Linked DNA regions of Gossypium raimondii: region 1 is linked to region 2. Evidence: chromatin contacts called from public Hi-C data. All regions are on one chromosome and are shown on one strand. Each heading gives the region's core, a stretch centred on a gene start, on an enhancer-like site or on the middle of the called end of the contact. The rest is flanking DNA. Distances are from core to core; before and after follow the strand shown. Region 1 holds the start of LOC105785758 (F-box protein At1g67340). Region 2 holds the start of LOC105787003.

Region 1 (6,587 bases), core at 600-3,099, 180 kb before region 2:
CTGTTCTCCATTTCCACCTTTTTTTTTTTCCTTCTCGTGGCTTAAACCTAATAGTAATAAATTAATTACCATAAGCAGTTAATCGTTTTTAACTTTCGGCGATGACGTCATCGTTCCCATGTCCCGCACCGTTACCCTCGCCACCATCGCCTTCTTCATCAAGCCATCGCTCTACCGGCGCGCACTCGGCTTTGTGGCGCAGCTTCCAATCAAGCGCTTGGCAAGCGCGTGAGCAGTAATTCACAGCCCCACAAACGGAACACCTCCGAAACTCGTGCTTTCTTGTCTCCGGCCTCCCACAACCGACGTGGGAGCATAGCCTCAAGCCCGGGCCTGGTATCCCGCCCCGAGCCCCGAACCACTCTGCTAAGAACTTGCTAGACGGATGCGCCTCGGGAGCCGGCACATTGCATCCAAAATCGCTCAGCAACGGGCATCCCGGCACGGCCTGATGACGGTGGTTATGGCGAGGGTTAGGATGCGGGATAGGGTGTGGGCTCCAAGTGAGCCAAGACCGCGTAAAGTTGTTAGAAGCAGCCGCTGATGATAAAACTGTCGCTAGCTCTCGGGCGTTGGCTTGGACAAGAAACCGACGGCCCTTGGCGACGTTTTGCCGAACACCGTACCCGTCCTGTAGGCAGTGACCGAGCTCACGGAGGGCGTCGATGTGGCCAAGAAAAGCAGCACGAGCGCACAAGGCCACACCGGCTCTAAGATCCTTGTCGTTTTTGGAACCGCCGCTGCCATTGAATTGAATCACAGCTAAGGAGTAAAGCGCTGGCGCGTGGGAGCTAATCGCCGCCTTAGCCATAAGAGAGGCTCCACTCTCTCGATTTTCTAAGCAGTAGAAAAGAATCTGTTGCAAATCATAACAGTTAACTCGTTAGAGAATATTTATATTATTGTTCTTGAATTAAACTTAATAAATTTTAGTAACCAAAAAAAAAATATCGGGCAGTAAAATAAAAATATATTCTTTTTCAGAAACTCACCATGCCGAGCGTGTAACAAGCTTCAACATTTCCGGCATCAGCGCAGTTCTTCAAGAACCTGTGAGCTGACTCCGACCAGCTTTTGGCTTTAATTGCAAACATTTTTGGAGAGGCTTTGGATAATACCAGAGGACGAACTGCTAAACTATTCAATCTCTTGCATCTGTTTAACAAACAAATAAGTAAAAATTAGTAAGAAAAATAAATGAATAAAATCCAAACTTTCCCCTCAGAAACAAGCAAGTCGACGTACACAATCAAAACGTTGGCGAAATCGGAAGGACAAGCCGCGGTAGAGCTTAGTTTGGAGAGAATAGAAATGACAAGATCATCGGGCAAAACATCAAAGAAATCTCTCTTTCCGGCAATACCCGGCGAGAGTCTTCGCCGTTTCCGGCAAGCCATATTATCACCGGCGAAATCCCTCCTTTCAAAAACTATGTCATCTAAACAAACATGGGCTCTGGGGTAAGAAATCCCTCTCCTTGTTCTCATTTCTCTCTCGTTCTCTATCACTACATCGGAAATCAATCTACCCAGATGATCTTAAAATCTGTGCATTCATCATCAGTCTTTTACTTTCTCGATCTTCTTTTCTTTCCCTTAGCGGCTCGAGAGACATAAAAACTGAAACCTTATATAAAAGAATGGGGAAACACAAACAAAGCCTTAAAAGGAAGAGATCAAATAAAAACAACAACGACGACAGAACCGAATCAAATAAAAATATTAAATAAACAGTGAAACACCTGTTTGGTACGCTTAATTACATTCTTAACCCTGGACAGTAATAGTTTCTACGGTCAAACTCCGTTGACCCAGATCCTCTGTTTCGTCATCGGTTTTAATACTGATGAAATCAAGGGGGAAAAAAACTCTGAGCACTGTTTTTATCCCTTCTTTTTTTCACCTGAACTTGAAGAAGACATATGAAAGAGGTAGCTAAGAGAGGTAAAAAGAAATGGATTTACCTTATCATCTCTTATATATTTATTAATTGGTGCAGGTGAAAGAAAAATGCTTGTGGGTTTGTTTTGAAAGCGGTTAAATTTGTTGCAAGTAAAACAACTAACTTCGGTTATTTTTCTGTAATTCAGTTTTGCTATTGTTTAAAAAGAAAATTAATCAACGTAATTCCGGCGCGTGAACACCGCCGACCGTTTTGGGATCTTGGTTCGAAAGTGCTTGCCACGCTCTTTGGCTGCGGATGGGGGAAACTTCCATCTTGTTTACAAACTCAGGGTTCTACGACTATAAGGAGGTCAAACGTATGAATCAGCACGAACAAATGTTCAGTTACTCTTCCTTTGTTTGTTTTATTACTTGCCCATTTATTTCCAAGTTTCTTTTTTCCGTCTTTGCCCTTTTAATTAACTAAAACCGAAGTAAAATCTCAATCTTACTTCAATGATCAATCCTACCACTACTTGTTTTACTTTTACCAGTTACCCCTGAAGTTTTATAAGAGACCAAATAATAATGGTATAGTTTGAAAGGATCCCTGTACTATAAATTTAGCAACAAAGTAGATTTTTATTATAAAATGGAGCAATTTTAATTTTACATATTTACTTATCAACTGCGATAATTTTTGGATAAAGTTGGTTTTATAATCAATATAATTTTTTTGATTTTTTAAACTATAATCATAATAATGCACTTTAAAACATAATAAATAAGTAGTTTTAGCGACCAAGGTTATCAGCGCTTAAGATTTCTCTTTACTTTATCTTAAAAAATCACTTTACTTGCTTCAAAATTAAATCATCACTTTTATATTAAATAGATTAATTTATTCTTAAACTTAAAATATTCTATTAAATTTTACCTTCAATCACGTGTTTGTTTTACGATAATAGAATTTTAGTCTCATAATTCATATGGTCTTAAGCAATTTCTTATTTTCAAATTTGTTTAAATCAAACTTACTTTTACAACTAAAAATTCACAAAGCAAATTCTCCAAGGTATCGAAATAAAACAAAAGCAAACTTAAAGCGAATGAGCAACAAAAGAATTGAAAAGCCACAAAAAAATAATGCACATAAAGTGTTTAAGTAAATGCTCTCAAATATATTCTATATCTATGAATGAAATTATTACAAATGAAGTACATATCTCTATTTATGATCAAGCTCCCCCAAATCTAACGGTACAGATTGAATTATACCAATGACTGAGGTTAGTGTCTATCTATTAAATGAGATTCCTAAATAATTTAAACCCTATACAATATTATCTCTTAAATTTTACAATATTTACTTTTGTAGCTCTAATTTTACTGTAATATTTAATTGAGCTGCTAAAATTTTAAATAAATAATTTTTTTATGTTTCACGAATTAAATCAATTTAAGTAAATCAAATAAACCACCTTAATTAATTCACCTTCATAAAACATTATGCGAGTATTCGTCATAAATTTTAATTCAGGACTTGTAACACATATAGTTAGTTGTCAACATTACTACGCATAGAAAGAAAAGATAAATATCCTCTACATAAAACATTATAATTTAATATAGTATTTGTCAATTGACATCATTATTCCTATTTTCATTATTTTATAATACTAATCTGATTGAATAAAATGTTTTGATTTAATATAGAATATTATTAAATGATCAAATAATAAAATTCTTAAATTAGTCGAAACCCTCAAATAGAGTTACACTTTGGTTATTAAATAAAAATCAAATTATTAAAGTTTAGTGAAAACTGAAAAGTAAGATTTAAACCAAAAAGAAAAAAGAAAAAGATGATAAAAGTGAAAAGGAATGACGTGGATCTCAAGAAGTGATGTCGACCACTTCTATCATGCCACGCGGAGCCCACTTGTCTCCAGTTCCAGTTTTCTCGAAGTGAAGAAGGAAGAAAACACACATTTTTGGAGCGCCAACTCCTTTTCCTTTTTTTTTTTCTTTCTAAAATATGCATATATATATCATGGAATTATGATGTGCCCGGCAATTGCCGTAGCCAAATTTGGTTCATCTAAGTACTCTGGATGTCAAAGTTCGAGTATAACGTACCTTCTAGATGCGGTAAGTTAACATCGTTGTACTGCAGTATTGCTCACCCTTCTTTTTTCTTCATTGCACCAACGGATTTCGTTGGTTGTTTGAACTTGATTATTGTGATTTTTTATTATTTATTATGATGTATTTTAAATATATATTTTTAGAGGTATCTTAACATGTATTGATGTCAAATCACTATAAGAGTGCATGTTAAAGAGAGGATTTTAAACTACAATCAACAATATGATTTTTAGAGATTTCAAAGGACCAATACTGCCATGGTGTCAAGGACATGGTTTTGAAATTCAAAGTAGATAAGCATATTTTGGAACATTTGGTTGCAGAAAAATGAATGATATTTTCAGGGAACAAAGGCTAAGGTAGAAACTACAATTCACAAAGCCAAGGAGTTGAAGGTATTAAAAGACTAGATAATGCTTATATCCTTGATGAAGAAATGGGCTCGATGTTAATAGCATATATGGAACCAACAAAATGGGCAACAGTTGGTGCTGATGTAAGGACTTGTTTTCAATTTCCCTTATAATTTAGCGCTTGATTCAGTACCAAAAACAAAAATTCAACTCTCATGATTGTCCAATTCTAAATTGTGAAGTCTGACTAAAACATTTATTTGTCCTTTGTATTGACTAACCCATTTAATACAAAGAAGTTTACAACCATTACAACAAACTCTCTCCTATAAAAACCTCACCTATTTCTTTTTGTTCTTCCAACAAAAAATATTCTCAAACTCCCCAAACATAATTTTTATCTTTTACTTTTTTAGGAGAATAATGATTATATCAAGATTTTAGGAAAATTATACCATCAACATGGTAAAATTTTCAACTCAATTTTTTATTTTATAATTTTTGGAAATATTTTTTAGATGTTGCAAAATTAAATATTATTTTTTTCATATTTTAAAAAGTAAAAAGATCGAGCTATTTGTACTCGATATAATCTAAAATTCTCTAAGGTCAATAGACGTATTGTAGGTCGGTTCAAGAGTGTTGGTTTATATGTGGCGTCAATAAAGACAAAGTCTATTATGATACTAGAGTTGTTTTCCACTTTATTAGAAAGATGGAGGGTTGAAAATGCCTACATTACATTTTTCATGTAGAGAAGAGATTATAATACTAGAAGATGTCGCTTTAATAACCAACATTCCAATCGATGGACTAGTGTAGTTGGAGCAAGTAACATTGACGTTGCATACGAATGAGATTGGTTGTTAGGTGTCCTTTTGTTTAAGGACGAGAACAAATTAAAAGGGAATAAGATGAAATGCACATGGTTTAAAAGGCTTGCCAAACCGAGTCTTCCACCACATGCAATTGTGAAGGAGATTGGTTGATATGTTAGAGCTCGAATGCTTTAGATGGTAAGATGAATGTTGTTGTCGGACAAATTTGTGAGATTGATTGATATGTTAGAGCTCAAATGCTTTATATGGTAAAAGGAATTTTGTTGTCGGACAAGCCTATCAAGAAGGTCCATATCATGTATCTTCTTTTATTAGAGTATTTTGAGACATCTGGTACATTCAATTGAAATTCAGCAACTCTAGCATATTTATATAGGGCACTTTATAGGGAAACTTGAGAATCGATCTATGAAATAAACGATTGATGTCTACTTCTTCAAAAATGAGAATAGATACGAATGTTACGGTTAACATTTATCCTTCTCATCAATAGGAGTTCCCTCTTCATAGAAGTTAAAAGTATAACCGTATATAATATCTTAAAATTTATTCAATTACAAACATTTATAATCCCTTTTGGCATTTACAATTTTGAGCAAATGTAAGGGTTGTTTGGATCATACGCGTTATAGAAGGGACTTTACTAGGATGCGATAAGAAACCGATCGATGAGCTAGTTGAGAGGTATGTTGACGTTGTATTCGCATTCGATGCAATTCATTATTCTTATTAATGAAAATAATTGTATATGTATAAATATCCAGTTTTATGGATGCCATACCTAGACAACAGGGTGTTTGCCACCAAACTTTGACTGCTTTTGAGCCGTATATTTTCAAGGCACAGTGTCCATTATTTGTTTCCACATCATGGAGTGGCAACACTCTCACTAGGTGAAATCAAAGTTTGGGTTTGTGCAAGGTATTTCGAAAGATCCACAAAATATCGATCAGCATCATAGGATAAATCTGAAGGGGTAAAAAAACATTGTCCTAAAAAGCATTCATCGTGATTTGAGCTCTAGGTCTAATGAAATCAGCTTTATATATGAGGAAACTGTCTAGGATGATAATTTCTTACCCTTTGGGTCATATATGCAATGGTTTAGACAATGGACCAAGGGTAGTTCTATCCAAAAATGGAGTACTCATAAGTAAAGGAACGAAATGTATGATATAGTCATTGACTAATACATTAGAAAGGTTGTTTTCAAGCAACCCAAACTCTCTAGCCAAACCCAAAGCCATATACGTAACAGTTCACCCCACTCACATTTTTAACGTATTATCCTCGTGGCCTTCATATCATGTTGGTAAGGGATTCAGTCATGCCAACACCCATTATCACTATTTATAACTCTAGCG
Region 2 (6,422 bases), core at 38-2,537:
GGCCCATAATTTAGAAGACCAATTGGGTTGGTTTATGCTTGAAAGTCTAGCCCAGTAATGCTATATTTTTGTTTAGCCATTTTAGGAAGAGTATGGCCTCATTAGGTTCTAGAAACTGGACCATAGTAGCGCATAGCTCATATGCAGGCCTACAAGTCCTGATGGTATGCAAATAATAAATGAATTTTCATCTAATTAGATTAAAGTTAACTGTAAATATGCATCCAATAACTGTAACAGTAAAATTTATCCATTGAATGAGCGATTCTTTCAACCAAACTAATGAATCATTCATCGTTCATCACTGAATAAGGGGAAATGGCTCATCCAATGGAATGGTCTACTCCTTTTCATTTTATAGTTGATATAAAAAAATAACTAATTCCTACAACATTGAATAGCAAATATATATATTTTTAGATTCACCTTTAAAAATATTTTGTATAATTAAATAAATAATATATCATATCATATTAAATAAAAATTTAAATTATATTATATTAAATATAATTATATAAATAATAAAATATAATTTCATAATTTTAATAAAAAATATTTTATCACTTAAATATAGAGGTCGGGTTGAACTATGACTCGATTTTTAAAAAAATCAAATCTAGGCTCATTTTTAGGTCGACCCAACCCAACATGTTTGCACGTTTCACTGTTCAAATACTAATAAAAAATAATTTTATTCCTTTATAATTAAACTTAAACTTTAAATTATTTTTATTATTTAGACTGAACTCAGGTCGAACTTAGCAATTTTAGAAACAAAGATCTTTTTTCAAGTCCGACCCAAGTCAAATTAAGCCTACTACACCATGTGGGCCATTCGATTCATGAATAAATCTAGTTATATATATTTAAATATTTTACAATAAAATATATCATTTAGCATGAGCTAAGTTGCAATACCTTTGGATACCTTCAAACTAAACAATCATGACCTATCTTCGTTGAGACCTGCGTACACAAGAAACACATTTCCACGCTAGGCATTAAATGGTTAATGGTACTAGCACAATTTGAATTGAAAATAATAAAACATTTAAACAATCAAACATGCTAATAAATCACTTTGCTAAATTAATAAGTTAACATCACTTCTCAACACGTCATTTATAAATAATTACATCATGTTAAATCCCATGTTTCAAAAGATTATGTAGACAAAGCTCAACATCACGAAGAAAGAGTTGGAAAAACAGTTGTTTCAACTTAATGAAGAAGTTCTTACGGACGAGATTCTAGGGGATATTGTGGAGACAAAGCTGTAAATTAATATGAAGGTGGACAGAGAGGAGCTTTATTGGGAACAGAGAGCTCAAGCGAATTGGCTGAAAAATAGGGATAGGAATACCCATTTTTTTCACCAATCAGCAACGGATCGGAGTAGGAAGAATAAGGTGGAAGAATTAGTGGATGGCGAGGGTAATAGTTATGCGAACAATGATGCTTTATTACGGTTGGCCACTGATTATTTTACTTCTTTATTTACAGCGAAAAGTGTTGGAGATCCAAGCTCAATTTTGGAAGGTGTTGAGCCATGTATTTCTCAACAGATGAACGAGGACCTTGAGAAGGAGTTTACATATGAAGAGGTGTGTTCAACTCTTAAAGCCATGAGCCCGTTAAAAGCTTCTAGCGAAGATGGGATAGGGGCGATTTTCTACCATAGGTTTTGGCATATTGTGGGTAAAGATGTAGCTAATTTCTGTATTGAGACGATGCAGGGGTTTATAATATGGCTGAAATTAACAATACAAGAATTGTTTTAATTCCCAAGGTCAGTTCTCCTCGGTGCATGACTCAATTTAGACCTATTAGTCTTTGTAATATTTTATATAAAATCATTTCAAAGATGTTGGTGAATAGGTTTCAAAAGATACTCAATGTATGTATTGATGAAGCACAGAGTGCTTTTGTACTTGGAAGACTCATTACGGATAATATCATAGCTGCATATGAAACTTTACATTCTATGAAGAGAAAACGTATTGGGAGGAAAGGGTTATTTGCGTTAAAACTAGATATGAGTAAAGCTTATGACCGGGTCGAATGAAATTTTGTGCATGTTATGCTTCGAAGGATAGGGTTTTCGGATAGGTGGATTGAGAAAGTTATGGGTTGTGTGACATCGGTCTCGTATTCTGTGGTTATGAATGGGGAGGTGTATGAGTTATTTTTCCCGTCACAAGGCCTTCGCCAAGGGGACCCTATTAGTCCTTATTTATTCCTTATATGTGATGAAGGATTGTCGACTCTTCTTAGAAGGGCTGTGTCAAGGGGAGTTCTTAATGGCTTTCGGGTTAGTAGGCAAGCCCCACGAATCACTCATTTGTTTTTTACAAATGATAGCCTTATCTTTGGAGATGCGTCTATCAATGGAGCAATGGTGATCAAAGAAATTTTAGAGGCCTATGCTAAGTGTTCTGGTCAGGAAGTCAATCTTGACAAGTCAGGGTCATTTTTAAGTTCCAATGTTGACCAGTTTAACAGAGATAATGTTTGTAGAGTTCTGGGGGTTAATAGGAATCTAAACCTGGAGAATTACCTTGGTCTCCCATCAATGGTGGGGCGTAACAAACAGAAGGCTTTTAAGGAACTTAAAGAAAAGATAATAAAAAGAGTCTCTAGTTGGAGCTCGAGATTACTTTCCATAAGGGGAGGGAGGTCCTTATCAGAGTTGTACTCCAGGCTATTCCACTATATGTTATGAATTGTTTTCTGTTACCATCAGCAGTTTGTAGGGATTTAGAAGCGGTCATGGCTCGATTCTGGTGGCAAAAGAAAGCAGGGAAAAAAGGGCTTCATTGGTGTTCGTGGAAGAAGCTGTCGGTACCAAAAGAGGAGGGCGGGATGGGCTTCCGAGATTTGGCCAAATTCAATATCGCACTTCTTGCTAAACAGGGTTGGCATCTTATGGAAAATTTGAGTTCCTTACTTGCGCGTTTGCTCAAAGCAAAGTACTATAGGGGATCAGATTTTATGGAAGCCTCTTTAGGAGCGAATCCATCATTTTTTTGGAGAAGTATCTGGTGTGCTAAAGGCCTGTTAGGGTCTGGTTTGAAGTGGAGAATTGGGTCTGGAACATCGATGTCAATATAGAAAGATCATTGGTTGCCGGGAAAAGCTCAACATTCTATTTCTACTGATAAGGTGGCTGGTTTGGATTGGGTGGCTGAGTTAATTCTAAAGGAACCTAATCGTTGGAATAGAGATCTTATTTACTCAACTTTTTCGGTGGAAGAAGCTGACCAGATTATGAGTCTACCTATTCCCACTACTGATCAATCAGATAAAGTAGTTTGGTTTAGCGAAAATTCGGGTATCTATTCTGTAAAGAGTGGATATAAAATGTTGATAACTCTAATGTGAGCATCAACGAGCAAAAAATGTTCAAGCAGATATGGAGTTTAGAGTGTCCTTCAAAAATTCACATCTTAATCTGGAAATTTGTCCAAAATTATGTGCCTACTTTTCAAAACTTATATTATAGGAGATTGTTTGCTGATAACTGTTGTCCGCGTTGTGGTTAGGGGTGTGAATCTTCTACTCATACTGTTTGGGATTGCTTGTTTGCTGCACAAGTTTGGTCCAAGTTAGACGTCTAGTGGCCGAGTTCAATGGTAAATTTTAATGAGTGGTTGAGTTGGCTGTTGGAGAATTCTGATAAGAATAGGAAAAGGGTAATTGTTGTTACTATCTGGGCGATTTGGTTCTCTCGAAATAAATTTGTACATGAAAGAAAGGTACAAAGTTTGGAGGAAATTGTTACCTTCATTAGGAGTTTTGGGTTGGAATATCGTAGTAGTGCTGAGAATTTGAAGTATCCACAACCGAGATCCATGGTAAAATGGTCACCACCTCCGCAAGGGTGGTTAAAAATTAACGTTGATGCGGGATTGTTGATTACCAAAAAACGAGCAGTGTCAGGCTTTATTATTAGAAATGATGAGGGATTTATAATGGGGTCGGGATTTTAAGGACATAATTTGGTTCATTCGGTGGTGATTGTTGAAGCACTTGCTGTCCTTCATGGGCTCCAATTTGCTCTGGATTTGGGTTTTTCAAATGTTATTCTTGAGAGTGATTCGAGATTGGTGGCAAATAATATTCAAGAATCAAGCGAGGATTACTCGGAGTCTAGACCATTTACCTGGGACGCGAAGAACCTAGCAAGGAAGTTCCAATGTTGTCGATTCCAGTTCATTGCAAGAGAAGGGAATGGAGCAGCGCATGTAATGGCTGTTCAGGGTATGCGAGCAGAAGGGGATTCATTCTGGGTGGAAGATGCGCCTTTGAAAGCTATGAAAGTGGCCGATTCTGATCGTTGAAGTGGGCGACCTCCATAACCCATTTTCTATTTCAGCGATGGAGTTAAGAAATACTGATATAGGGTGGCCATTCTCAACTGCTTTCTTTTCCGGATGTTTCATTGTTGGATTTGGAAGATTTTTTACCGTTTATTTTTCTGGGGTTTGTTGACACACACAACGCCTGAAAATTTGTTGAATGGAGAAGACGGTGTTTTGTTGATCTTCTTTTTTAATTATTTTCTTTTTTTGCTGTTTTGTTTTTCCCGGTTTGTTGTTTGTTTTGTTTTACTTTGGTTTGTAAGTTGCTGGTGGACTTCTCCTGTTTGTTGTTCAGGCACAATTGCTATAAACGGATTTCTTTTAAAAAAAAAAAAGATTATGTAGACATGAAAATTTTATATGATACTCTTCATTCCATTTCATAACATTTCTTTTGCGAATAATTGCATATACTTATACATATGAATAGAACTCTTATACAAGAATCACAATGTTATCAAAATTTCCTGTTCTCTTTTACATTTCATATTGAAATTATAATTTTTTATCTCATTGAATCTATTACATGTTCATATTAAGTTTTCACCTAATGCAACCTAGTAATAACGAACTCAGACACATGTGTAACGCCCCTCACCCATCTTTGTCACCAGATGAGGGTTACTGGTTTCTACAGCATTTAACAAGACAAGGATATGCAATTTCAATTCAAGATTTACTTCAAAAAAACATTAATAGATATTCATTCAATAATAATACCATTTGTACAAAAACGTGACTTAAATCAAGCCTACGAAGCTCTAGGATCAATTCAGGAATAAGCAAGGACTAATTTGAAACATAATATAGAAGCATGGTAAAAATAAAAAATACGGGTTGTCGAAACCATTTTTTATTTTGAAAAACGGGGTCGACTTGAATTTTGAAAAAAATGAAAATGCGAGTCGCCATCGATCCTTTTTATTTAGGTGTGATCGGGTCACCTCAAAAAGTGGTTATTTTTAATAAGCAATTTGACTTTATTAAAACAACGATTTTAGTCGACGAAATTCAGAAAAATGGGTTCGAGAGTCGGTTACGTAAGAGGAAGGATTAGCACCCTCGTAACGCCTAAAAATATGTACCTAGTTAATTAATTAATGTCTTAATGTCGAATATTGAAAACTTTGAAGAGATTTAAAATACGATCTTTTGTTTTTTTGTTTTTTTTTTAAAACTTATATAAAACAAGTTACTCGATAAGACCCTCTCATTTCGAAAAGAGAAAATGTCACACCCAATGAGTTAGGGCATGATATTTCACTTCCTCAAAAAGGAGCTTGTCCAAAAAAAACTTGTGCAATAAAATTTAAAAGGATATTCAATTGTTTAAATCAGATGAAGAAATTGCAGCCCAATACGTTAGGGCACAATTTCTCAAAATTCTAAACATTGAATATTACCTTATTTATTTTTAGAAAAAAAATCCTCATCTCGAGAAAACAACGTGTCATATCCAATGCGTTAGGACACAACGTATTGAATTCTCGATAATGAGCTTTTTATTTATGTTTTGATTAAAGAGCATTCTTGATTATTCAGATTCAACGAAAGAGTTAGAACCCAATACGTTAGGGCTCAATCTTCTCGAAGATTACAAATACCGAGTATTGCCTTTATTTTTCAAAATTTTCTCTTTATACTAATTTGGGTAACAATTATATAATGGAGTAACAATTGTGATAATATAAATATAAATAGCATGATCAAGAACAATAATAATAATAATAATAATAATAATAATAATAATAATAATAATAATAATAATAATAATAATAATAATAATAATAATAATAATGAAAAGATAAATAAATAAAAATCAATCATGTATACACAATATCGAGTAAATAAACAAATAAAACTGAAACATTTAAAGAATATAATAATGAAAATAATGGTCATGTGAATAAATAAATAAATAAACATCAAGTAAAGCAATAATAATAACAAAGAAAATAGATAAAATTATAAAATATAAATATATATATGTACTTTTAAGAAAAATATATATGTATGTGAATTATAAAAAATAAAAAATATAAATATACATATTTTAATATG

What was found. Hi-C and Micro-C count contacts between places; a contact is called where the count stands out from the background.
Region 1: a Hi-C map of leaf shows a contact between it and region 2, with 2.2 times the contacts expected there. The contact joins the promoter of LOC105785758 here to the promoter of LOC105787003 in region 2. A contact is called at or near these places in 2 of 2 Hi-C or Micro-C datasets (both in leaf).

The regions. Positions count from the first base shown.
Region 1 is chr1:38,231,498-38,238,084 of ASM2569854v1, reverse strand. It overlaps LOC105785758 (F-box protein At1g67340), which reads right to left and starts at 1,849. Exons shown (of 3, transcript XM_012611908.2): 1 at 1,246-1,849; 2 at 993-1,155; 3 at 1-856. The coding sequence starts at 1,487. The coding sequence ends at 89.
Region 2 is chr1:38,055,752-38,062,173 of ASM2569854v1, reverse strand. LOC105787003 reads left to right here and starts at 1,287. Exons shown (of 4, transcript XM_012613467.2): 1 at 1,287-1,738; 2 at 1,879-2,013; 3 at 2,110-2,582; 4 at 2,747-3,111. The coding sequence starts at 1,287. The coding sequence ends at 3,111.